Regions from separate parts of the Rattus norvegicus genome. Here all the other regions are linked to region 4. A link is a contact called in public Hi-C data. All regions are on one chromosome and are shown on one strand. Each heading gives the region's core, a stretch centred on a gene start, on an enhancer-like site or on the middle of the called end of the contact. The rest is flanking DNA. Distances are from core to core; before and after follow the strand shown. Region 1 has its middle 44 kb from the start of Ctla4. Region 2 overlaps Raph1 (Ras association (RalGDS/AF-6) and pleckstrin homology domains 1). Region 3 has its middle 67 kb from the start of Ctla4. Region 4 has its middle 55 kb from the start of Cd28.

Region 1 (5,617 bases), core at 2,551-5,050, 160 kb after region 4:
TGGGGGTTTGCTATGGGAGAACAGAGACTGCCAAGCAATTCGAGAAGAGGAGAGGGTTTGTAGCTGGAAAGACCTGCATTTTCAGGTTCATCCTGAGAGCAGCATTCAGTGCACAGTTTTAGAGTCTAATAGGTGGTGACCTCAGGATTACTGATGAGAACGGTGGGGCTAGAGAGGATTCAGTGTTTGTTGCTCTTCCAGACAACCCAAGATGAGTTTCCTGTGTTCATGGCAGTGCCTATAAATTCAGTTACAACAGGATCCATCACTTTCTTATGGATTCTGTGACATATCACAATACCACAACACATCCTTTAGTACATTTTTTTTCTCTTTGAGACAAAGATTCATGTAGCCCAGGCTGGTCTCAGAGTCTTTATGTAGCCAAGGATGAGCTTGATCTCATGATCCTCCTGCCTCTACTTCCCCATTACTGGAAGTACAGGCATCACCATACCCCAGCAACCCCATGTTTTTTTAAATGATTTTTTGAGTTTTCTTAAGATTTATTTTATTTATAAGCTTGAGTACTTGCATATGTTAGGGTACTAACCTCAAGAGGTAGGGAAAGGGCTTTGAATCCCTTGGAACAGAGGTTGTGAGCTGCCTTGTGGGTTCTGTTCCCAGCAGCTGAGTATCTTTTCAGTGTATGCTTTTGTTCTTATGTTATAAACCATATGCTAATACTACCTATCAAGATTTTCCAAAGGATGCTCATTCAACCTGGCTTTCCTGGTAGATCACTCCCCATAACCAGGACCTTCTGCAAGAGCATCAAGTGAGTGAGAGCCATTTCTCCAGTCCTGCTGTTTTCTTTATTGCTGCTGTTGTTGGTTTTACCCTGGACAGAGTATTCTTTTATGAATGGGTATTGAGCACATTTCAGATCTCTGTAGGATTCATGTCTAAGGACAGAATTGTTGGGCCAATAGGCGTATGCATATAAAACATCTCCAGTGTTGAAGTTCCCTGAAGCCATGGGCGCTTCCATAGACACTATGCCTCCAGCATCAGGATGCTGAAGAACGAAAGTGGAGAAGGTTCAGGACACACCAGGAAGTCACTGGCAAGGTGGAGTAGAGGTGAAGGTCAAGGAAACAGGAAGTCAGCTGTGCTGTGAGGTGGAGGATCGACCATCCCAACAACAATAAGGCATCTGTCTGCTTATCCCCTCGCTGTGTTCATTTAACTCTGACATGGGTTAGGAAGCCCACTGGCTTCCCCTTGGATGTAGCAGGGAGCAGGAGAGAATACTTCCTTGTCTCTCCCTTCTGGCAAAAACAGAGTCTTCACACTTGAGCTCACTGATGAAGCTCATCGATCAACATGGTTGCCCCAGGGGACAGGAATTGGTGTCTCCGTGTTTTAGAACTGCATCTGTAGCAGAGAGACAGGCAAGGAGGTTTACTCGGCTCTTTAGCTCCAAATAAGTATCAATTAGGCTGATGACTAACTCGTACTAAGTCTTCAGTTTCCTAAGTCTTTCTGACGTTGTCAACCCTACTCTGTAGTGAGCCCCTCATAACAAAACCAGCGGCTACAACAAACACAGCGGCTGATGTGGTGAGCCGATTAGGAGCTGTGTTTAGCAGTGGACATCTGGGACAAAAATCAGGAGCCAGGGGTGTTTCCTCTCCAGGACTCCAAAGGCAGCCGTCAGCATTCCACAAAAGCCACAGCAGCTCCCCGGGTTCCCCGGTCCTTCAGCTTCTTTTCTTTCTGCCATCTGTTTTTCTGTACACCAGGTAAATGTATGTCTCTTATCCTCAATTTTCAAGGAACTCCCCCAGAATCCCTCCTCTTTCCCTAGAAAGCTTATATCACTCTGGACATGTAGCTACTGTTGCCTTCAGCGACTATGGGGAAAAAAAAACATTTTCCTCTGGGACACAATGTTACCCCTATAGATCAAGGTTACGTTGGTCAAGAAAAAGAAGAAAATGGATATGGCTTAAGTAATTGAAAATCTCAAAGAAATGTCCTAGATACTTCGGGTTCTTTTTAAACTAATTTTTTAATTGTGGTACAATATAACACAAATGTTATTCTTTTGGCCATTTTATGTGCAGCATTCATTGACATTAAACACATTTACAACGTGAGTAACTGTTACCACTACTGTTTGCAGAACCTCCATCCCAAATGGTACCTCTGTGCCTAGTAGACAGCAGTGTCCAGTCTCCTTCCTCTCAGACACTCTTCACCTCTATTTCTGTCTCTATGAATTTGTTACCGCCTACCAGGACACCCATGACGGTTCCCATGTCTTCTTTATTTTACCTTGTCTAGTGTTCTCTAAGTCTATGCCTGTTGAACCACACACCAGAACTTCATTCCTTTTATAGCAGGAATTTGCATTCTGTCACGCAGACAAAAAAAAAGCATTTGAAAAAACTTCATCAGTTGGGAGACACTTTGGTTGTTTCTCATTTGGGGCTATTATGCATAGGCTGCTAGGAATATTAACATATAAGTAAAGCCTCTGTTTTAATCTATTTGGGGGAGGAGTATATACTGTGGACTGGGTCATGTGGTAATTTTATTTTTAACTCCTGAGTAGCTGCCAAGCGCACTTTACATTTTATGTTGTATCTAGTGTCTACAGGCATGGTTTGATATAACACTGAAGCTCTGGTGTACACTGTTGTTTTTGGAGGGACCCCACGCCCCTCTCAGTTGTCAAAGCTGCTCCCCGTAATGTCTAGCAGATTCCCCTGGAAGATTCTGTAGTTATTATGATGAATTACTCTTAGTTTTAAAATGTGAAGCATAGACCAGAGGCTAAGTCAGTGTCATATCCCAGCCTTCTTCTCTCGGTAGTGAGACCTGTGCTAATTAACTCCTAGCTCTTGGAACCTTCCTTCGTGCTTGTGTAACCTTACCAAGTCTGTACTGGATTATTTCGGCCAGTGTGGACTTGTGGTTTTTTTTTTTTTTTTTTTTTTTGGTTCTTTTTTTCGGAGCTGGGGACCGAACCCAGGGCCTTGCGCTTCCTAGGTAAGCGCTCTACCACTGAGCTAAATCCCCAGCCCCCAGTGTGGACTTGTAAAGACCCATAGGAGGATGTTTCAGGCAGGAGCTAAAGCTCACGTTCACCTTCAAGCCAGCCTGTCACCATTTTGACAGGCAGAGAGGATGAGTTAGTTCTTTCTGTGCCTCACTGCTAGTTCCCGGTGTAGCTTAGCACAGTTGCTAAGGATGTAATGCCTCCGGACAGGTGACTGCAGCACAAATCCTGGCAATCCATGTGGCTTTCCTCAAAATTATTTAATGTCTTTGTGCCTTGGTTTCCTCACAGATAAATTGGGAATCGAGACCAACAATTTACTTCACGGGTTTGCTAGAGTCACGCCAAGTTTGTTAGTAGTGCTCCTGCAACGACATCTGGGCGTCATGTCAATGTTCTGTGTGTGGAGCGGAGTTGGCGGTGTTGACAATAGGATGATGTAAGCTCTCGACGCAGCCGCAGTTAATAATGTGTCACAGCTGTAACTCCGAGGACTAGAACCAAAGGGCAGGTGTGTGGCTCGGGGGCAGGGTGCTTACCTAGCATTTGTGAGGCCCTGGATTTGAACTCCAGCAGAAAACAGGCACCACTCCCAAACAAAACTAGTAGACTCAAAATAAATTTCGGACAGACAAAGGAGGAATGGATAGATACAGTCAGGTGTGTTGAAAAGCTCCTCCCTGGATTTTATCTTTGTCCCAGGATCACAAGGCTGGAACATGCTAAGTCCATGCTGCCTTCTTCCTCACCTACAGATTGCAGACTTCTATCTAGTTCTACCAAGCACCCTGTGCTGAGGCAAAGGTCAGGCTTGGAAAGCTATCATCACCAGGGCAAACATAACCGTATAGATCATGGCTAGGTCTGAGCTATAAAGCTGAGGGGACAGTGGACGATGTGGAGAAGCTCAAGGACAAGGACATACACAAGGAAGAGGGGGCATTATTTTGAAGAACACGTAGACTGGCCACTGTAGATAGAGTGGGACGAACTTCAGCCTTGTCTGAGGACTTGGGCATCAACAACAGAAAGGGCTTCTTAATGTGTCGCAATGCAAGGTCTCTTCTGTGACCATACAGCTGTGGAGAGACAGAAACTGCAGCACCCGTCTGGTGGATGTAGCAAGGATGGATGGTTCTGAAAATCCCACCCTGACACAGCAAATTTAGACGTGGCTGATTCAATGTGGGTGGGAACTAGACATTTGTGGAGCAGTCAGTGCCTGCCATCTATTGGCCGGCGTGCTTCATTGCAACTGTAAGAATAGGCTATGAGAGCCCATTGTTGAATTTTATCAATTAGTTGTGTCCTTTCTCTCTCTCTCTCTCTCTCTCTCTCTCTCTCTCTCTCTCTCTCTCTCTCTCTCTCTCTCTCCCTCCCTCCCTCGTGCCTACTAAAGCGGTTTCTTATTGCTTTGTAGATTCAACAGTTTTTGTGAGTATCAATAATTATATCTTTGGAATGAAATGGGAGGGGGTGAGCATTGCACAGTGATGTCATTGCATGAGGAGACACAGATCTTGGATCCCAGTTGTTAATGTATTTTTAATAGCCAAGAAATTCTTCCCCCTGACATTAAATGACCCAGGCATCATTTAAAAGCCCAGGGAAGCTTGCATTTTCCCACGGCTGACTGCAAAGGGGGGGGGGAGGGTAGAGGCTGGAGTGACCGCTGCTTTCTATTGTTCCGATGATATTCTTAGCATCCATGGAGGAAGGAAAGGCACCAAATGGAGGGAAATTTGGGGAGGCTTTGAGGGGGATGAAGTGGATTTTAAAAGGAAAGAGTCTTAAGGGATGGAGAAGATCATCCACCCTGTATGTTCCATGACTGCAGTTCAAGAGGGAGTTAAAGAAATACAAATTGGCAGAGAATAAATGAGAAAATGCCCAGCATCCTTAGCCACTGGGGAAATGCAAAATAAGACAACACTGAGATCCTTCTTTCTCCTGTCACCAAGAAATCAGCAAATGCTGACCGGAGGAGAGGGTGGCAGAAAGGAGTCCTTCTTTACAGCTGACGAGACTGGAGACCGGGGCAGTGACTGTGGAAATCTGTGCAGAGGTTCCCAGAGAAGCACAGCCAAGGATACAGTTCCTACATGCTTTAGCCACACCACTCCAGACTGAGTAACTGAGGACTCTAAGTCAGCATAACTCCGAGATACCTGCACATCCATGTTTATCTATACGCTATTCTCAGTGGTCAAGAAGCCAACTTAGATGCTCATTACTGGATGATAAAGACGGTGATATATATGATATGTAATATGTAATATATATGATATGCATCATCACATATGTGGTGAAGTTTTGTTCAATCATAGTGAAGACTGCATTGTTTCATTTTCAGGAAGATGTAGAACTGGAGATCATCATGCAAAGTGAAATGAGCCTCTCAGAAGACAAAGCCTCACTGTTCTCTCATATGCTTACCATATAATGTACATTCATATATGTGTATAGATGAGACAGAAAGGCAGATGAGAACTTATTTGTGCGTGCAGAAAGGAAACTGTCAGGGTTGGAGATAAGGGAAGGCAATGGAAGGGGAGACTTATCCATGAAAATATCATAAGGCAGCCTATTTTGTACATAAAAATTAGTGAA
Region 2 (5,956 bases), core at 2,809-5,308, 180 kb before region 4:
TCTTGCTCAAAACACTTGCTACAAAATATCCCATAGAATGCCTTTCATCACACTCTGAGGTGAGCCTGTGCGACAGCAAGTGTTCTGAACTACTCAGCTGTTACATGAGAATACCCCACAGCATTCTAAATTAAGTAGAAGAAATGAGGAATGATTTGCTGAGCTAGGCTTAGGCAGAGTCCTGTGCTGGACTGAGCAGGGTGTTCCAGGTGCTGAGTCCTATCCTGGCTTTGCTGTAACAGTCTCATTTGTTTAGTTTAATAAAATCTGAACTGCAGTCATTAGTATAACTATCTTGTAGTCTTCTACAGAAAGATCTATTGGCACTCCTAAGCATACACTCTTCATTAAAGAACCGCAGTTAAGTCTGAGGACTACAGACTGACGGTCTAACACTACTGCTGTTTTTCTCATCACTTTTTTATCACAGATATTTTGCTGTTCCTGACCTGCTGGGGAGGAAGTGGATAAAGAGGAGTGGGGTAGGGGTGAGAAAGGTGGAGGAGTAGCTAACAAATGAGAATAAGTCTGTCTGGACACACTCTCATGTAACACATGACTTCATATGCCGATTTAAACAGGCACAGGTGTGGTGAAGTACTGACATTATGTTGGCATAAATAAGGATGACAAGTAAGCAAAGGGGTTATGTAAACCAGCAAAGAAATTAAGATAAAGCATTAGCTATATAAACCCTGGGCTGCTTGGGTGAGATGAGACCCTCAGTGTTAATGAACTGAGGGCTCAACAGGCTCTGGCTTGTGCAGGAGAAACCCAGCAGCCTCCTGAACTATTCTTATTTCTACCAAAGTTTACCCCCATGTGGGGCTGGCAACCCCTCCGAGGCCCAGCTCCTGGTCCCCAAACACAGAGGGGTTTGCAGCTACAATGGCCAGTCACGTGGCTGTCAGACTTTTAACTCTACTGACTCAGCACTCAAAAGTTATGCAATCTTACCTGGGGGTTTTTAAAAAGTGCATATTTTTCTATACGCTCCATAAATATAAGCTTATTTTGGCTGTCTCTTGTCCAATTAAGAAGATTTTCAACCAAGTTTTCATGGTCTTCAAAGATTCTTTCTGTCCCAAAATCAAATACCAGCCTTTTGTTAGTATTCTTCCAAATTACATGAAAGGCAAGATAAAACACATTAGAATTACAGAATCTTTGTGAGTGTAGAGGTCAGAGGTTGATGATGGATATTTTCTTCAATTGCTTTCTAGATTACATTTTAAAACAGTCTCTCACTGAACATGAAGACCACCAGTTCAGGACACTGACTGGCTAGCAAGCTCCACTACCCCCCTTTGTCTGTCTCCCCACTGCTGGAATTATTGATGCATGTTGTGACTGGGTGTGTTTCTTTAAACATGGGTTCAGGGTGGTGGTGGTGGTGATGGTGGTGTGTGTCAGACTAAAATACACACACACACACACACACACACACACACACACACACACACACTACTGAACATATGCTAAAAGTGTTCTTTGAAATTTGTTGATGTGCTTTATTTTTCCTTAAAGACTTGTGTACAAAGCCTAGGAAATAACAGTATTGGGCTGGAGAGACGGCTTAGCATCAAGAATTCTTGCTGTTCTTATAGAGCATCCAGGTTCAATTCTTAGCACCATCATGAGGAAACTCAAAACCACCTCTAACTCTAGTGCCTGAGGACCTGACACTCTCTTTTGGCTTCTCCATGCACATGACATATATACATAAATGCAGATATATAAAATAAATGAAAATGTAAAAATATTTAATAATAGTTTTAGTAAATTTATTTATGCAACTCTTATTCCAAAGAAAAAGCATCTGTTATCGTTAAAACTGTTGCTTTAATGATTTAAAAAAATGCTGTGAATTGAATTTCATCTTTTATTCAAAGAACTCTCCAGATACACTAGGAAAAATGTCAAAAAGCAAGATTTAAAAATGATAAAGTGCCTGATAATTTTATATGAAAAAACATAATGTCTCAAAATGTTTCTGTCAATATGAAGGTTTGAGGTCACATAGATGCTAATAAACAATTAAATCAGAGGCATTACTAACCCATTTGTAACTCAGAAATTGTCTCCACCAGCGACCAGTCTAAACTGTAGCCACAGTGAGATTTGTCCATCAGGTTATCCAGCACTTGTCTCACTGTCTGTCTCTCATCCACCATCATTGTTTTAGAACTGTCATCAGACATGTGGACCCTGATCACCAGCTGCAACAGGTAAAAATGCAATTAAATGGTAACTTAAATGGAATTCTAGAAAAGTATTTTTCAAATATTAAATAGCATTCTGATTCATATCTTTAAATATAAATTAAGAAATGACTACTCTGACACTATTATTACAGGTAAAAATCGGAATATCAAGAAACCTACCTAAATATGTTTTAAGCCCTTTAAAATATTGTGCTAAGATGATTCCGTCTTACTGACTTTTGTTTTGGAAGTAGCAAGAAACCTTATCATATCAGAGGGATAATACAGATGAGATATGCTGTAAGCAGTGGGCCTCTGGAGTCAAGCACTCCAGGACCTGCCTAGAAACAAAGGCTCACTTTCTTAAAGCATCTCACACACAAAACCCACATGTGAAAAGATATCAGGGAGAATATAGTTTTACCTTTTCATAAATTAGAGAAACATTGTATATAAACAAGAAAATTCTTCATAAAGCAAAACAGGACAAAAAAAAGAAAAACCTTAAGATAAATATTTCAAACCCAGCAAAGAGCCACAAGTCACCTTTTTCACTTGAGCCTCTTTAATTTTCTCCAGAGCAACTCGGATCTTCTCAGCTTTCAGTTTTGCTGCCTGTTCTTCCTGCAAACACAAAGCATTTCAGATAAACTGCTGCTCACAGGGTGAGGAGACCAGCAAAGGCTTCATCCTCATGGCGCTGGTAGGGAACTATATTAAGAACACAATGCAGCACATGTATAGAAAGCACAATTCTAAAGTGGCTCTGTTCACAGAATGAAACAGACATGTCACAAGAAGAGAGCACAGGCTCAGCAACAGGATTAGCTTCCATATTCCAGAGAAAAAGAAAGACACCTGTCACGTAATACACCAACTTCGATTCTGACAACACAAGGCAAACAGCTTTCAAGCTCTGGGTTTAGGGAAATGCTGCGGACGAGCTCCTCCTGCTGGCCTATTTGCCACGCTCACACAACTTTCAATTCAGACTCCCTCCAGAGGTTATGCAAGATTTCTGCACAGTGTTTTGTTTTGTTACATTGGAAATTTAAGATCTTTGGAAAAATATATATAGCAAAACCAATCTACTTTGTTATAAAAATATAAAGGCCTCAACAAAAAGTATATGTACAAATATTAATTCTTACCAATATGCTAATACAAACAAGAGGCTGCCTTATATTTTAAGTTTTACTGATTTAGAAAATCATGCAGCACAATCAGTAAATTAAAATTTATTAATCTGTCAATAAGTCTATTCGTAAATGCTAAGTATAACTTTACAAATAACACGATTGTAAGTAATTCTAAGATTATAAACTCTCGTAAAAATTATAAAGAACTAAAAATAAAGCATTGTCCATTTTTTCTAATAGAATACAGTATTCAACACTAGTACTTACTAATAAGTTCCAGCAATAGGCCATAATAAACACTGTAGCTGTAATTTCCAATTTAAAAAGAAAACTCATGTAAGTAAACTTCTGTTTATAAAGATTTATTTTCTATTTCTGAGTACAAAACATTAAAATATCTATATAATTGCCATCTTCTAAAATCCTTTAATCCTTTCCTTTAAAAAACAAAGGAAAGCCTAATTATATCAGCAATAGTTTATCCTCTCTGGATTGTGCCTGAAATGTCGCAATCCATGTGTCAGTTTTCATAAAGAACTAACCCTTCCAGGGTAGGGAAAAAGCTAGATTTATTTACTGATTTTCCCTAGTCACCAAAGTCCTGCAAGCTTCCTTCTATTTCCACTTCCTACTGCGATGTCTCTCTTTGCAAGCTTAAGTTACTGACCATGGACCCGAGAGGCAGGGCAGGGGAAGGCTCATGGGCCAGAAATTGGATCCCTTTCAATGCGTGGAGCTACTGAATCAACAGACTGACCAAGACCTGGAAACACTATCTGTGAACCCAACAGTCAAAGAACAAAGATCTTTATTTTAATAATAAAGAGAATTAATACTTAGTTCTTAGATTATTATAGACATATTCCTCTGACTAAAAGATTATATAACCCAGTCCTTTCCTTTAAACAAATAAATCGCATCATAAAGCAATAGATGAATTTTAATGTAAATTTTTTAACCAATCTATTCTCTTATACATTTTATGTACATCTCTGAAAAGTAAATTTAAAGTCTATTGGGGGAGAAGGCATTGGAATCGATGCTTTATATATTTGAAATATAAACACAAACTTCTAAAAGTAAAATATTTGAAGTAAAATATTTTATGTATGTAAAATACTTGTGTATATATATACTTGGCCTGTATATATGTATGTGCACCGCACATGTGTGGCGCCTGCAGAGTTCAGAAGAGGACACTGGGGTCCTCGGATCTGGAACTACAGATGGTTGTGAACCACTATGTGGGTTCTGGGAATAGAACCTGTGTCCTCTGGAACAGCAGCAACTCTTAAGCATTGAGCTATTGCTTCAGGAAAACATGAAAAGATGGTTGATAGTCCTTAGCACCCAGAAAGTGCAAGTTAAGTCTTATACGTTTACTATGCCCCAAATCCAACACCCCAGCACAAAATGCTGGTGAGGATGTAGGACTGCTGCTCACTGCTAGTGAGAAGGAAACAATAATCTAGCCCCTTCGGAAGACAATTTGGCTGATTCTCACAAAATTACATGCATCATTGCCACATGGCCCAGTAGTCATGCTTCTATGTGCTCACTCAAATCAGTGCAAATTTCTGTCTACAAATGCCTGCACATGGATGCTTGTAGATGCTTTATTCAGAATCACCCAATCTTGGAAACAACAAAGATTTCCTCTGGTAAGTGAATAGAAAAAGTATGGTGCATCCTGGCAATTAAATATTATTCAGCACTAAAAAGAAATGAACTATAAAAGCAATAAATGGGCACTGTGGGCCCACAGATTAATAAATAAAAGAATTCAATCTATAAAAGTTACATACTATATAATTAATTGCAAGTATATTGTGCTCTGGAAAGGGCAGTAAAAAGGATCAGTGATTGTCAGGGTTAAGAAGGAAGCAAGGTGGGGTTGGGGATTTAGCTCAGTGGTAGAGCGCTTGCCTAGCAAACGCAAGGCCCTGGGTTCGGTCCCCAGCTCCGAAAAAAAGAAAACAAAAAAAAAAAAAAAAAAAAAAAAAGAAGGAAGCAAGGCTTTATTAGGCTTTATTAGGCAGAGTGCAGAGACCTTTCAGGGCAGTGAAACTACTGCTGTCACAGTACAGTGGATGATAAACAAAACTGCCCTAAGAATAAATAAAAAAATAAATACTGTATTTTGATTAGTTTCATACAATAATGGTGTTTCCATACTGCCATCCTTTACTGTTTGTCAAATTCCATGACAGGTTAGCTTAATTGAGCTCATGCACAGTTCCCGCCCCACACGTTGAAGTGCTGAACAGTAAGAGAACCAGGTAACCAATTAACATTCGTACAAATCAAGGAGTCATTTCTTAAATGCAAAACAGGCAAAGCTCTCCTAATACATTCAAGTTCAGCCTGTCTTTTACCTACAAAAATAGGTCAACATAATCTCATTTTTAAAATTGTCTTCAGGGCCTTGCATATAATAAGCAAGTAACTACCACTAGGCTACAATTTTGGTCATTATAAACTGGTCTATGAAAGTTAAAATCGAATTTCAGAGCTAGCTGGATACATCTAAGATAGGTAAATTTTAGTTTATTCGTCTCTAGTTTAATGCAAGGATGAACTTTCTAGAAACCTTTGAAGAAATAAATCTGGTTA
Region 3 (5,860 bases), core at 1,699-4,198, 140 kb after region 4:
TTCCATTTGCAAGTGGTTATCAATTGAAGATAGCTTCTGGGTTAGGCATGTGCACACCTCTGTCAGCCCTAGGACCCCACGTGGTGCAGACCCATGCAGGCCCTGTGCATGCTGCCTCGGTCTCTGTGAGTTCGTCTGTGCTTGGATCCTCTTGCTTTAGAGGGCCCTGTTTTCTCAGTGTCCTCCATCCCCCCTGACTCTTGTACTCTTTCTTCCTCTTATTCCACAGAGTGACCTGAGTCCCAAGGGGAAAGATTTGATGGAGACATCCCACTTGGGGCTGAGGGTTTCTAGGTCTCTCAGTCTCTGCACAATGTCTTGCTGTGGATCTCAGTCTCTGGTCCCATGCACTGCAGGAGGAAGCATCTCTGACGATGGCTGAGGAAGACACTGATCTATGAGCGAGGCAGAATGTCATTAGGAACAGTTTTGGTGCTACTTTTCTTTCTGGATCATAGTATTTGATTTAATCCTAAGTCCCTGGGCTATCTAGCAGGGTGGTATTTTCTCTTCCATTCTGTTAGTCAGTATTTTTTTTTTGTTGGGGAGTTGAGACCATTGATGTTGAAAGCTATCAGTGAATGGTGTTTGTTAATTTGTGTTACTTTGTTTTCGTGATGTGTGTTTGTGTATGTGTGTGTTTGTTTTGATTTGGTTGTCTGGGATTATTTATTCCTTGTATTAACCTTGGAGTGTGGTTAACCTCTATAGGCTGATGTTTTCCTTCTAGCACCTTCTCTAAGGCTGAATTTCTGAAAAGGTACTGCTTAAATTTGGTTTAATGATAGAATGTCTTTTTTTTTTTTAATCTTTTTTTCCATCTATTGTGATGGAAGGTTTTGCTGGGTATGGTAGTCTTGGTTGGCATCTGTGGTCTCTTAAAAGTCTGTAGAACATCTCTACAGATCCTTCTGACTTAATTTAAGAGTTTCCATTGAGAAGTCAAGTGCTATTCTAATAGGGCTGCCTTTATAAGCAACCTGGTCTTTTTCCCCTTGTAGCTTTTAATATCTTTCTTTGTTCTGTACATTTAGTGTTCTGATTTTATGTGTTGAGGGGAATTTCTGCTCCAGTTTATTGGGTGTTCTCTATGTTTCTTCTGGCTTGATAAGTATCCCCTTCTTTAGGTTAGGGAAATTTTCTTCTATTATTTTGTTGAAAATATTTTCTGTGCCTTTAACCTGAATTTCTTATCAATTTTCTAATCTCATTATCCTTAGATTTGGTCTTTTCATAGTGTCCCAGATTTCCTGGATGGTTTGTGTCAGACGTTTTTTAGATTTAGCATTTTACTTGACTGTGTTATCTACTATGCTATCAACGCCTCAGACTCTCTTTTGCATCTCTTGTATTCTGTTGATGACACTTGCCTCTGAGGTTCCGGTTCAAGTTCCTAAATTTTTCATTTACAGATTCCCCTCAATTGAGGTTTTCTTTATTGATTATATTTCTACTTTCAGGTCTGAACAGTTTTATTCATTTTCCTTCCACTGTTTGTCTTTTTATAGGTTTCTTTAAGGGATTTATTCATTTTAAGGGATTTTTAAAACAGGATCTCTGTTATGTTCATTAAGGCTATTTTAAGGTCCTTTTATTGTGCTTCAGCTTTTCAGAGTCTACTGTGACAGAGTTGCTGGGTTTTAGTGGAGACATATTGTTGTGGCTATCACCGATTGTGTTTTTATAATGGTGTTTAGACATCTGGGTTTGAAAAGATCTTAGTTCTAGGTGCTGATTTCTGGTCCTGTCTTTGTTAGGTGTGTGCTTTGTTCATTGGTTTCTGTTGTCTTCTCAGGTTCTTTAGAGGGTGTGGTGTCTGTGTGTTGCCTGGTATGGAATTCTGGGATCCTGATAGGTGTAGTTACTGGGGATTCTAGGTAAAATGTGTTTCTAGGTATTAAGAGCTGGCACTTAGGAATGGGGATGGCCTGGGGGCATTGAGGGGGTCCACAGGAGGGAGGAAAGCAGGGTATTCCATCCTAGAAATGGGGGCAGAAAGTGAAGAGAGGTCACAACAGGTTGTCTGCTACAAAGATGGGATAAGAGTTGGGGATTGGATATAGAGGAGAGGAGAGGAGAGGAAAGAGTGAAGCACTGAACTCTGCTTTCCTGCCTTCTGGCCTGCTTGATTCTCAGGCAGGCTTGGCTAGTGGATTCCCAGGAAATGACTGCTGGTGTGGGGCAGGGATGATGGGATGAGCTGGGGAAAGGAAAATTGGAGGAGAAAGTTTACATGATCCATTGGAGGTGGGGTCGGAGAGGAAGAGGTCACAGTAGGTGGTCTGTTACTGAACTGGAGAAGACTGAGGAATTGGCTTTGAAAGAGAGGAAAGAGGTGAAGAGCTGCAGTTATGACTGCTCTTCTGACTGAAGTGTGAGTAAGGTATTCTTAATAGTCTAGTTGATAGCTATACTTCAAAACAGCAATTAGAAATAGGATCAATGATCTAGTGAATCCATTCCTAGATTTTGACAAGGAAGCTGAATATTTAAGCCAGGGGGAATGTTTACTTTCTGATCTCTCTGTTGGGAACAGCAGGCGTTTAGCTCAGCCAGAAGTGAGATTACACATCTATAATTGTTCAAAGCACAGTTGAAATCAGACCAGTGTTCTACTTCCAGAGCAACAACTCTACTGTGTGGCCTCAGTTCCTGGTCATCAGTATCAGCTAATTGTTGATAAACTGAAGACAACAATAACCTCTAATGACAGATTTGTGAGGTTCTTGTGGAATAATTTGCATTAAGCACCTGCCTGAGATCAGAGTAAATGGCAAGCCTTATTAAAAGATAGGTCACAATGTAGCTCTAGAGCCAAAGAATAAAAATGAGCAAAGATAAATAAGGACAGATACTCCAAGGGTGACAGTCTTGGTCACCAATGGGGCGACACTGCCCTGGAGTACTTCTTCCTTGAGGGGTAAGTCATAAAAGTCAGAGGCTTATAAAACAATTAGAGTATGTGTGAGCAAACTGTGACTCAATAGGGCAAGTGTTCAAAGATCATGCCCACTTTCCCAGAAACAAAACTGAAACTGGAGATTTCTGTCATGAGTCAGAAACCTTCAAAGCCTTCTCATGACGTGGACAAAGGCAAAGGTTGGTTGTTTTGTTCATCAATTCCTTTATTGACCCCAAAGCCAAACAGATTAAAAGTAACAAAAAAACTTTAAGTGGAAAATTAGATGTTTAATGCCTCTTAAAGGCATTGCTTAATTAGTTTTTATCAAACATATTGTGTATATACTTATTAAATTAACTATCTTCAGAAAAACTAGCTATTTTGCTTCTTACTGTTGTAGTAATGGAGGATAAACTACTTCGTAACAAATTAATATCTGAGTCTCACTTTTCCACACTTTTGGTGCTGAAATATCTGAAGCATTTATGGTTTTCTTATCACTAGTGGATAGGGAAAGAAAATAGAGGTGACTTAGAAGTAAATGAAATTTGTACAGACCAAATAAAAATTTTGCCAATATAATAACCCTTAATAACACCTACTGGACTACTTTACCCACTTTTAGCCTGGTGTGTGTGAGCTCCAATGGACACATCCACAACCCAAGTCCTACATCTGGATGGGATGGGAAGTTTTTAAGACCCAGAATATGTGTAAGTCTGATGTGAGATTTTGTCTCCTAGAAATGACAGAGAAGCTACACCCAGGATACCTCTACAATATGGCTTCCTAAGCAAGACTTGAATAAGTACACCAACAAAGGTGCCAATATGAAAGGGGAAAATCTTACAGGGTTCTGCTACTGACAAAGAACTACAAGCAACTAGTAACTGCTGAGAGAGAGAATCTGGGGAGAGGAAAGGAAGGAGGGAGGAAGGGAGAGAGAGAGAGAGAGAGAGAGAGAGAGAGAGAGAGAGAGAGAGAGAGAGAGAGAGAGAGAGAAAGGGTAATTAGCTTCTCACAGGAATGAGTCCCCTAACTGTATATCTAATACCAAATGGTCAGCTTTGAAACCATATACACATAAGCCAGACTCAACCGGTTGCATTTATGCATTTATGCATATATTTGGAACAATCATTATCAAAGAAAAAGAGGTCATCAATTAGAGAGGGAGTGAGAAGAGACATAGGAAGGGGCATGGGAGGGGTTGGAGGGAGAACATGGAGTTGGGGGAATAATGTAAATATATTTTAATTGAAACAAAGGTGTTTATTGGAAAATATGGTTACAAACTAGTTCTCTATAAATCTGATAAAATAAACAAATCCTTTGTGAGTTTGATAAGATGAGAGGGATTTAGGCAAAGGTATATAATATTTAGAATGGAAAAGAAAACATAGCCACAGAAATGTAAGAGATTAGAAGAATTGCAACATAATAGCACATATAAGCCTATAAAGCCTATACTAACAAATTTGAAAACAATTTTCAGAAAAGTTTGATTTCTCAAGTTAGCCCCGAATTACTTGGCAATTTTGATTAGACTAATTGCTGAGAACTGGGGGAAGAATCACTGTGCTTGCTAAAGCTGTAATCCTAATATCAATGGACCCCAGTCTCTGGGGTAGGAGCCTGAAGGTTTCTGTGCTCATCAACAGCCCCAGTTGCTTCCATCACTAAAGCCATGGGGATGGTGCTGCAGTGGTCAAGAATGGTGATCCCAAACCTGTCACTTCAGAAAAGGCTGTTGAACCTGGTGGACACTTTATAGCTAAACTCTGTTTAGCCCTTACTTTCTCTCTATAAAACTATCTCAGACAATGAGAGTCATTGCTATGATGTCAGCACAATGTTAACAGTGAACTTCATAGAGGACAAAGCAAACCCAAACTTGCAGACAAACTTACCACTGATTAGCCTTAGAGTTATTTAAGATCTCACTTAGGACTCAGCAATGGGCAGCAACGTGTGATCTCATAGACTTTATTCCATGTTTGCAAGGTTAATTTAAATATGAGATTCTACCAACACTGCTAACTAATTGAAAAATATAAAAGCAGGTTAATAGATCATTATAAAAAGCATTTGACAACATTGAGCCCTCAAAAATTATAAACACAAAAGCTATGCAGTAAGATTATCTGTGATAAAGTCTGCTTTCTGAAAGTGAATAGTAAGTAAAACTACAAGTAGTCTGCTGAGATTTCCAATTAATAAGAAAATACATGGGACGTCAGTACCTAAACTTGCTTAATAATATCCGAGTCTGAGCAAATGGAACAACACAAGAAAATTAGTTATTAATAGCCCAAGAAGAGACACTTTCTGCATAGCTCAGCAAGTACTTAAAAATGGTCAAGAAGAAACAAAAAAAATCTGTAGAACACCTAGGAATAAATATAACAACAGCAGCACAGAAACTCGGATAATACCTGCAAAAGTCTTTGACCCACACAAAATGAGGTCTGAAAATAAATTAATCTTTTGTCCCTCAAATAATATGCAAATATGATGCAACTCCACAAGGCTGTGAGCTATGTGAAACACTTCCTCACAGAAGATGGAATTCTTTGAAAGTAGTTCACAAAAAAATGAGAAGCAGTTACAATTATTACTGAGTAGCACTCTAAGTACTTTGCATGCATTATCTTACTGGCCATGTGACGTGTGTGTGTGTGTGTGTGTGTGTGTGTGTGTGTGTGTGTGTGTAGGGGTTAGTGTCTGTGGATCCTACATGCCACTGTGTGCATGTGGAAGTCAGAGGACAACCTTGATTGTTGGTCCTTGTTTTTAACCTTGTTTGAGATGAGGTCTTCAGAGTCTCCTGTCTCTACCACCCATCTAGCCAAAGGAGCTCTGGGACTGACTCTTGTGTTACTGTATGCAGCTTTGTGCATGTTCTGGAGATCTGAACTTGAGACTTTGTGTGCACATAGCAAGCACTTTACCCACAGG
Region 4 (6,389 bases), core at 2,756-5,255:
TGAATAAGAAAATAAGGGTTGAGACTTAGTAGTGATGTATTTGTGTGTCAAGTTGACACAGGCTGAAGTTATCACAGAGAAAGGAGCCTCCCTTGAGGAAATGCCTCTATGAGATCCAGTTGTAAGGCGTTTTCTCAATTAGTGATCAAGGGTGGGAGGGCCCATTGTGGGGTGGTGCTCGATCTGGGTTGATAGTCCTGGGTTCTATAAGAAAGCAAGCTGAGCAAGCCAGGGGAAGCAAGCCAGTAAGCAGCATCCCTCCATGGCCTCTGCATCAGCTCCTGCTTTCTGACCTGCTTGAGCTCTAGTCCTGAATTCATTTGGTGATGAGCAGCAAAGTGGAAGTGTAAGCTGAATAAACCCTTTCCTCCTCAACTTGCTTCTTGGTCATGATGTTTGTGCAGGAATAAAAACATCCTTTATAAGACATAGCCTTTAAACCTTAAAGAGCACATGTGTGCCCTAGAGATGACAATAGGCTTAGAATGTCAGTCATGGAAGAGATGGAGTTTTTACACAAGGACAGAATCCCAGGGCACTTTGTTTCTACATGTTATTGATTGAGTCTGTCCTACCTATTCCTGTAGTTGACGGAGTGTTAGAGGCCTGATTATAATTCGTGCAGTGGGAAGGCACAGGGGACACACTGGTTATTTAGTGTGTTAGCACAATATCACAGTTAATGCTGAGGAGAGGAACAAAAACACAACCTGCTTCTTCTGAAAACTTGGGTGCATGATGGTCATGAGGCCAGGTTAAAAGTTTGCCCAACCTCCTTTGAAAGGCCTTCACACTTAATAATATCTTACTGTTTGTTGTTTTTAGAATGGACCCTAATACAAGGCACAGGTCAACATTTTTCTCTACTAGAACTGTATCATTTGCCAGCTGGCAGGTATGTCTTTAAAAAAGCAAAACCAAACACAAAATAAAACAATGAAAAACAACTGCACTAAAGAACAAGTGAGGTAAATCTAATATCAGATCCATAATTTTAACGTGATATAATTTCTCTAGTGATGACAAATCCACCATTCAAGATTGGTTCCTGAGACAGGAATCACTTTGTTCAAGGGAAGTGCAAATATTAATACTTCAGTACAAACATACTTTGAGATGTTCTTTCTGGAAAATAGTTTCTAATATGTATTCCTGAGAGATGCATGCTGTTCTCTTCCCCAGACAAGATTGTTGTCTTTTTTATTTCAAAAGTAATAGATTGACACAGAAAATCTAAACAATATAGAAAATAGTAAAACCAAACTTAATCCTGATTTTCTCAGCTAATACCAAAACTTCAGCAAACATACTCCTTTATAGCTTTCTCTGCACGTATCTTATGCACACTATGTGACCATTTTTGTTTATATATACAATATAATTTTAATGTAGACAGTATTATACCTTTTCGTAGTTTTGCCCTTTTTCGTATGCATCTGCAATGGAAACTTTCTTTAATAAATACTGTTTAACAGCTCCAGAAGCAGCCCACTGTGTATATGCAAAATGGGAATTTAATTAATCCTCAGCAGATATTAAATTGTTTCTAATTTGGTATTATGAGAGCAAGGCTTGACCTAATGTTCTTATAGGACTCTTTTCCCTAGGAGATCTTCTATAAAGTAAAACAATTGTAGATGTCTGTTCCCTGGTTTTCTTTCAAAAAGCAAAAAAAAGGGGGAGAACTCAATTTTGACCACTACTGACATTTGAGAGTAGAGAAGCAGGTTTTTCAGTGGACTGTTTGCAGTATACATTTTCAAAATCAATGTACCTTAATTTTGGCAAACACATGTCAGATGTTCTTAGTGAGCAGAAGTAACTAGATGTGATGGTGACAGTAAATTAGACAAGGCTGATATTTTTCAACTGTTTGCCAAGACGTAGGAATAAAGCCTTCTTACTCTGTGGCCCCCCCCCCCCCCAGTATTTGGGTACACACCTGGACTGTGGCATTCATTTGATTCTTACCTGTCCTCTCAACTAAACTATTAGCTTTCTGAGGCCAGGAACTGTGCTGCAATTTGAAGGATCCTTAGGAGTATTGGTCCTTTCATAACCTGTGGTATTTTCCCATTTGTTTTGCCCCTAGTTAGCAGCTACCACCTTTTTTTCCTTATTGGTTAAAATATAAGTGTAATATTTGCCCAGGACAAACAAACTTGGAGTTTAGGAGGAGCACTGTGTAATGGGTTTTAAATTCTCCTGATTTAATTCTTGGCTTTTCATGACCCAGGACAAATCCTTTAATTCTTCTGAGTCCTAATTCCCTCCACTACAAGGTAGAGATAATAGATTCTACTTTAGACAGTGTTCAGATTGTAGGAGCCTGTGTTTTAAGGCCAGTAACAAGATACCCACAGTAATGCTTGATAAGTGGTAGCTGCATGCTCACATTTTCCCAAAGGTATAAGATATCCATATTTATATATGTATACATCAATGACCATTTCTTGCCTTCTGCTCTGGTGAGCGTAACTTCTAGGTTGAAAGCAACAAGAAACTAAAAGGCAATAGAGAATAAGGGCCAAGACTCTCAATAAAATCAACGTGGAGCATAGGTTGATGGATGAAAACTAGGTTTTTATGTTCTCAAACCTGAAAGAGGTGTCTGGAGTATTGAAATGAAGAAAATAGAATTGGATTAGGTCATTGGGACTATCAAGCATTTTATTAGGGTAAAAAAATAACTTTAGGTAGCCTGTAGCATAAAGATTCTCTCTATACAACCCCAAGGAATAAAAACAAAAGCTATCAGTGTAAAAGGTGAGCGGCAGCAACCTTTGCTCTTTGGCAACCAACAGCCAACCTTTCAGCATGACAGACTGCTTTAGGCTTCTGCACCAGGCCTCACTTTCTGCACACCAGCTAATGTGCCTGAGCTTAGTTTCCACCCAACAGTCAGTCTTAAAGACACAGGGATGCCTTGTGGTCACAGTCACTAAGTCTGGATGAGGTTTCTGCATTAATCTGCTGCTGGGGACGGCACAAGGAAGCAGTGTCACTGTGGAACTTAATACCAATGTCTGCTTTCCTCCACCGGAGGTTCTGCAAGAGCAAGCCATTTATACACAGTAGTGCCCTTCTGAAAACAGGTAGAGCAAAAGACATCTGCACAGAATAAGCACTTTCGATTTTTAGTCAAAGATAGCTTCCTTTGAAAGGTAGAATTTTTATTAAAAAGATGAGAAAACGTATGCTCTGTGGGAGCAAGGAAATCTCATTGAAGGAAGCAAAATACATCTTCCCTCGCCTGTAAGGAAGCCAGGTCCTGATTTATTTTGTGTTCATGACTCGGCAGAAGCACAATACTCCATTTCATAGAGGCTTATTACGACACAATAACAGCACTATAATTTCCGTCTCTGTGAAGGGCTTCCCTTGGCTTTAGGCCGACTGATCTCACTGTCCTTGAACAAGTCTGCTGCTTTGGACACAGGGGATACCTTCATGTGTGTGCATTCTGTTTTCTTTTAAGGAGTGGTTTGTAAATGTTTTAGCAGCTGTTATTCGCTCCAGTGTTTGGAGTTTGCGTATAATCAGACATCTTATGCCCGGTGGGGAGATTTAGACAGTCCCTAAGCCAGAGAGAAGGCACCGCTCATTTTGTTTACTGCACAGAAAACCTTTAGGCTCCTTTGTCTCAGGAAACCTACAATTGTAAATTCCTCCTCGATAGTATCACTCAGCATTCACACATAGACCTAAACTTGGCTGTTCTTGATGTTGCTTGGAAGTTACAGTTAAGTAAATGTTTTCTGGTAATGGCTCTAAAGCTAGGATCACTGCTTATTTTTGTCTATTTAAAAAAGTTTTCTTTTTTCTTTTTCCCAAAAGCCTTTGGACTCCATGCCCATGGCTATCTCTCATCACCAGGGACCTTTGCTCCAGGACAATATAAATGTTTCGTAATTCTTGTTTCCTGAAGGGCAACAACCTGAACTCTCACACATAATCTTCCCCTCCTTGTGGATGGGCGGGGCTGAGGTGTGCTGGTGTTCTGTATTGCCAAAGGGGATGTGTCAGAGAAGGCATGACTCTCAGTGCCAGTAACAGCTGGGTGGCAGCCTTCTCTCCAACAGCAAAGCAAACTGAGCAGTTAGTTAGCTCTTTCTCCCTTCGTAGTCTGATCTGACAAGCACATAGCCACTGCTTCCAAACACTTTCCTCTTTTTGCTTAGAAACTGGAGGTGCCAAAGGAGGGACAAGTATTTTCACACTGGCTTTAAGTACAAATATTCAGTGAGTGCTCACTTTGGACTAGAGACTGTTCAAATCCCATAAGTATTATCTTTTTTCATTCTTGACATTAGTTGTCAAGAAGACAAGTTTCCATCTCTATTTGAAATCAAGTCTTTAGGGAGGTTTGGAAACTTGCCTGAGGTTACATATTAGCAGAGGCCAAGCTAGGGCATTATCCTGCTGTCATGCCAAACCCACACTTGATGTTTCCCCTTAATTCTGTGAAAGTCATCCAACATTTTTTGATCATAGTTATATGCCTCCCCTATTGCCCCATTGCCTTCAAGATCAACTTCCAACTTACTGTGAACCTAACTTTGGTCTCTCTTTCCTTCTCCCTCTCCCTCTCCCTCTTCCCCTCCCCCTCCCCTCCCTCTTTCTCTTCCTCTCCCCCTCCCCTTCCCCTCCCTATCCCTCTCTCTGTCCCTCCCCCTTCCTTTCCCTCCCCCTCCTCCCCCACCTCTAAGTTCAATTTGTTTTGTACAAAAACTCTTGGGTGTGGGACCTGCCTTGGATCCTCGGTTGACCAATCAGTTGTCAAATACTTGAAGAACCCTCCCTCTCCCAACCCCAGCAGCTATTAAAAGCTCTAGTTCCATGAGACTCTAAACCTGCCCTTTAACCACTGTGCTATACTGCCTCCCAATGTTAATGCATCTTTTATCTTTATCCCCAGCACTTTGGAAGATAGAAGAAGCCACAGATGCCTGTAGATAACATGCTTTCTAATAGTATCTATGCTTGTCATTTTCTTTATATTGCATTATTATATTAATTACTATGTTACAAATGACACAGCCAGGAAACCGGATAGGATCAATCAAGCAAGTACAAGGGTTTGATCTCTAAAATACCAACGTAACTACCCCTTTCTGTGGCTTTGTGTCTGCTCCTGGTTTTCTAAAGCAGTCTTTTGTTTTGCATGAACACTTGTTATGGAGAAATATCAGCTGCAGGGAACAATTCACAACAGTGCTTTCTACCCACTCTCCTTCCTTCCCCACAACCTCCGGTCCTGGCAAGTGCTGTTATTTTGAATGAATTTGATTGAAAAAGACAGGAAACCCACATTTATTTATTTTTTTTCTGAAATTTATGAAACAAAACATCTTTAAGAAACCTGGAGTTATTCTTTGTTTCCGACATCCACCTTCAGAGAAAAGAAAACAGTGCTTCCGTAATTGAAAAAGAGGTAGATGGCTCAGGGACACTTAGAAATTTCAAACATCCGTGCCATTGTCTTCAGTATGGGGCATTCTAAGGTATTCAATACACCAACCAATGGGGATTTCCAAGATCATGTAATTCTCTGATGGAGCTGCTCTAAGTTTCTTTGACTATTCACTTTTGAACATTGCCTCTGGGATGCAGGACCCATCCTTAGGCTAAGCTTTCTCTTTACCCCATTCTCGGCATGATGACTCCTCTATCCTCTATGACAATTTCTATCTATGCTTTGTCATTGTCATTGCTAGGTCTTCCATTACAGCACATAACTTCTGGTTAGAGGCTGTCAGTCTTCTGAGTTCCCAGCACCCTTTTCAGTTCTGTAATTATTGGCAACACAAATAAAAAAACTTAAAGACATCAAAATGACATCACCATCTCTGCTATAATGAAACATCTAATGGTGTTCCTGGAAGTAATTCCATCAAGGGCATAGCATATGCCTGTCTTTCAGGTTTGAAGACAAGATAAAGCCATGTATCCCCTTTGCTCGTCTAATAGATTCATGGAATGAAGTGTCTCCATGTTTCAGAAAATATACAGTAGTTCTTTGTTGTTGGCCTGCTGTTTTATTCATTGAAAAGCGAATCAATATACTTCCTTATAACAGTATGTAGATTCATTTCATTTTGTTAACAAGTAATGACACCATGCCATACTTTTTAGGGTATAATAAGTTACTGCTATCCAGACATGAATATAAATCACAGTAAAATGAAGGGCAGAATGAAAAAACACAGAAATATATCTGAAGTTGCTTGCCCAACCAATGGCCCTATGGTAGCATTTGAAAGATGACTTGGCCCTCCTCTTTGTGGAATGAAAATGATAGGTTGCTCTTCTAGCGAGTGGTACTCAGACTTGGACAAAAACTCCAGCCAATCCTCACAGTTTGATTATTTAGAAGATGTGCAGAAAAC

What was found. Hi-C and Micro-C count contacts between places; a contact is called where the count stands out from the background.
Region 1: a Hi-C map of liver shows a contact between it and region 4, with 5 times the contacts expected there. The contact joins two enhancer-like sites. A contact is called at or near these places in 3 of 12 Hi-C or Micro-C datasets (kidney, liver and mammary epithelial cells).
Region 2: a Hi-C map of liver shows a contact between it and region 4, with 3 times the contacts expected there. The contact joins two enhancer-like sites. A contact is called at or near these places in 3 of 12 Hi-C or Micro-C datasets (kidney and liver).
Region 3: a Hi-C map of liver shows a contact between it and region 4, with 2.6 times the contacts expected there. The contact joins two enhancer-like sites. A contact is called at or near these places in 2 of 12 Hi-C or Micro-C datasets (both in liver).

The regions. Positions count from the first base shown.
Region 1 is chr9:69,766,246-69,771,862 of GRCr8, forward strand. No RefSeq gene overlaps it. Among named protein-coding and RNA genes, the nearest start is that of Ctla4, 44 kb to the right of the region's middle. Within about 2 kb of position 3,801, at least 26 of the 93 cell types and tissues checked have an H3K27ac peak or open chromatin away from gene starts, as enhancers often do. A contact at or near this core is called in liver, where this site is marked.
Region 2 is chr9:69,421,498-69,427,453 of GRCr8, forward strand. It overlaps Raph1 (Ras association (RalGDS/AF-6) and pleckstrin homology domains 1), which reads right to left. Exons shown (of 14, transcript NM_001108798.2): 5 at 2,751-2,828; 6 at 2,060-2,219; 7 at 958-1,079. It also overlaps a transcript of Abi2 not described here. Among named protein-coding and RNA genes, the nearest start is that of Raph1, 60 kb to the right of the region's middle. Within about 2 kb of position 4,059, at least 5 of the 93 cell types and tissues checked have an H3K27ac peak or open chromatin away from gene starts, as enhancers often do. A contact at or near this core is called in liver, where this site is marked.
Region 3 is chr9:69,743,418-69,749,277 of GRCr8, forward strand. No RefSeq gene overlaps it. Among named protein-coding and RNA genes, the nearest start is that of Ctla4, 67 kb to the right of the region's middle. Within about 2 kb of position 2,949, at least 9 of the 93 cell types and tissues checked have an H3K27ac peak or open chromatin away from gene starts, as enhancers often do. A contact at or near this core is called in liver, where this site is marked.
Region 4 is chr9:69,601,831-69,608,219 of GRCr8, forward strand. No RefSeq gene overlaps it. Among named protein-coding and RNA genes, the nearest start is that of Cd28, 55 kb to the right of the region's middle. Within about 2 kb of position 4,006, at least 20 of the 93 cell types and tissues checked have an H3K27ac peak or open chromatin away from gene starts, as enhancers often do. A contact at or near this core is called in liver, where this site is marked.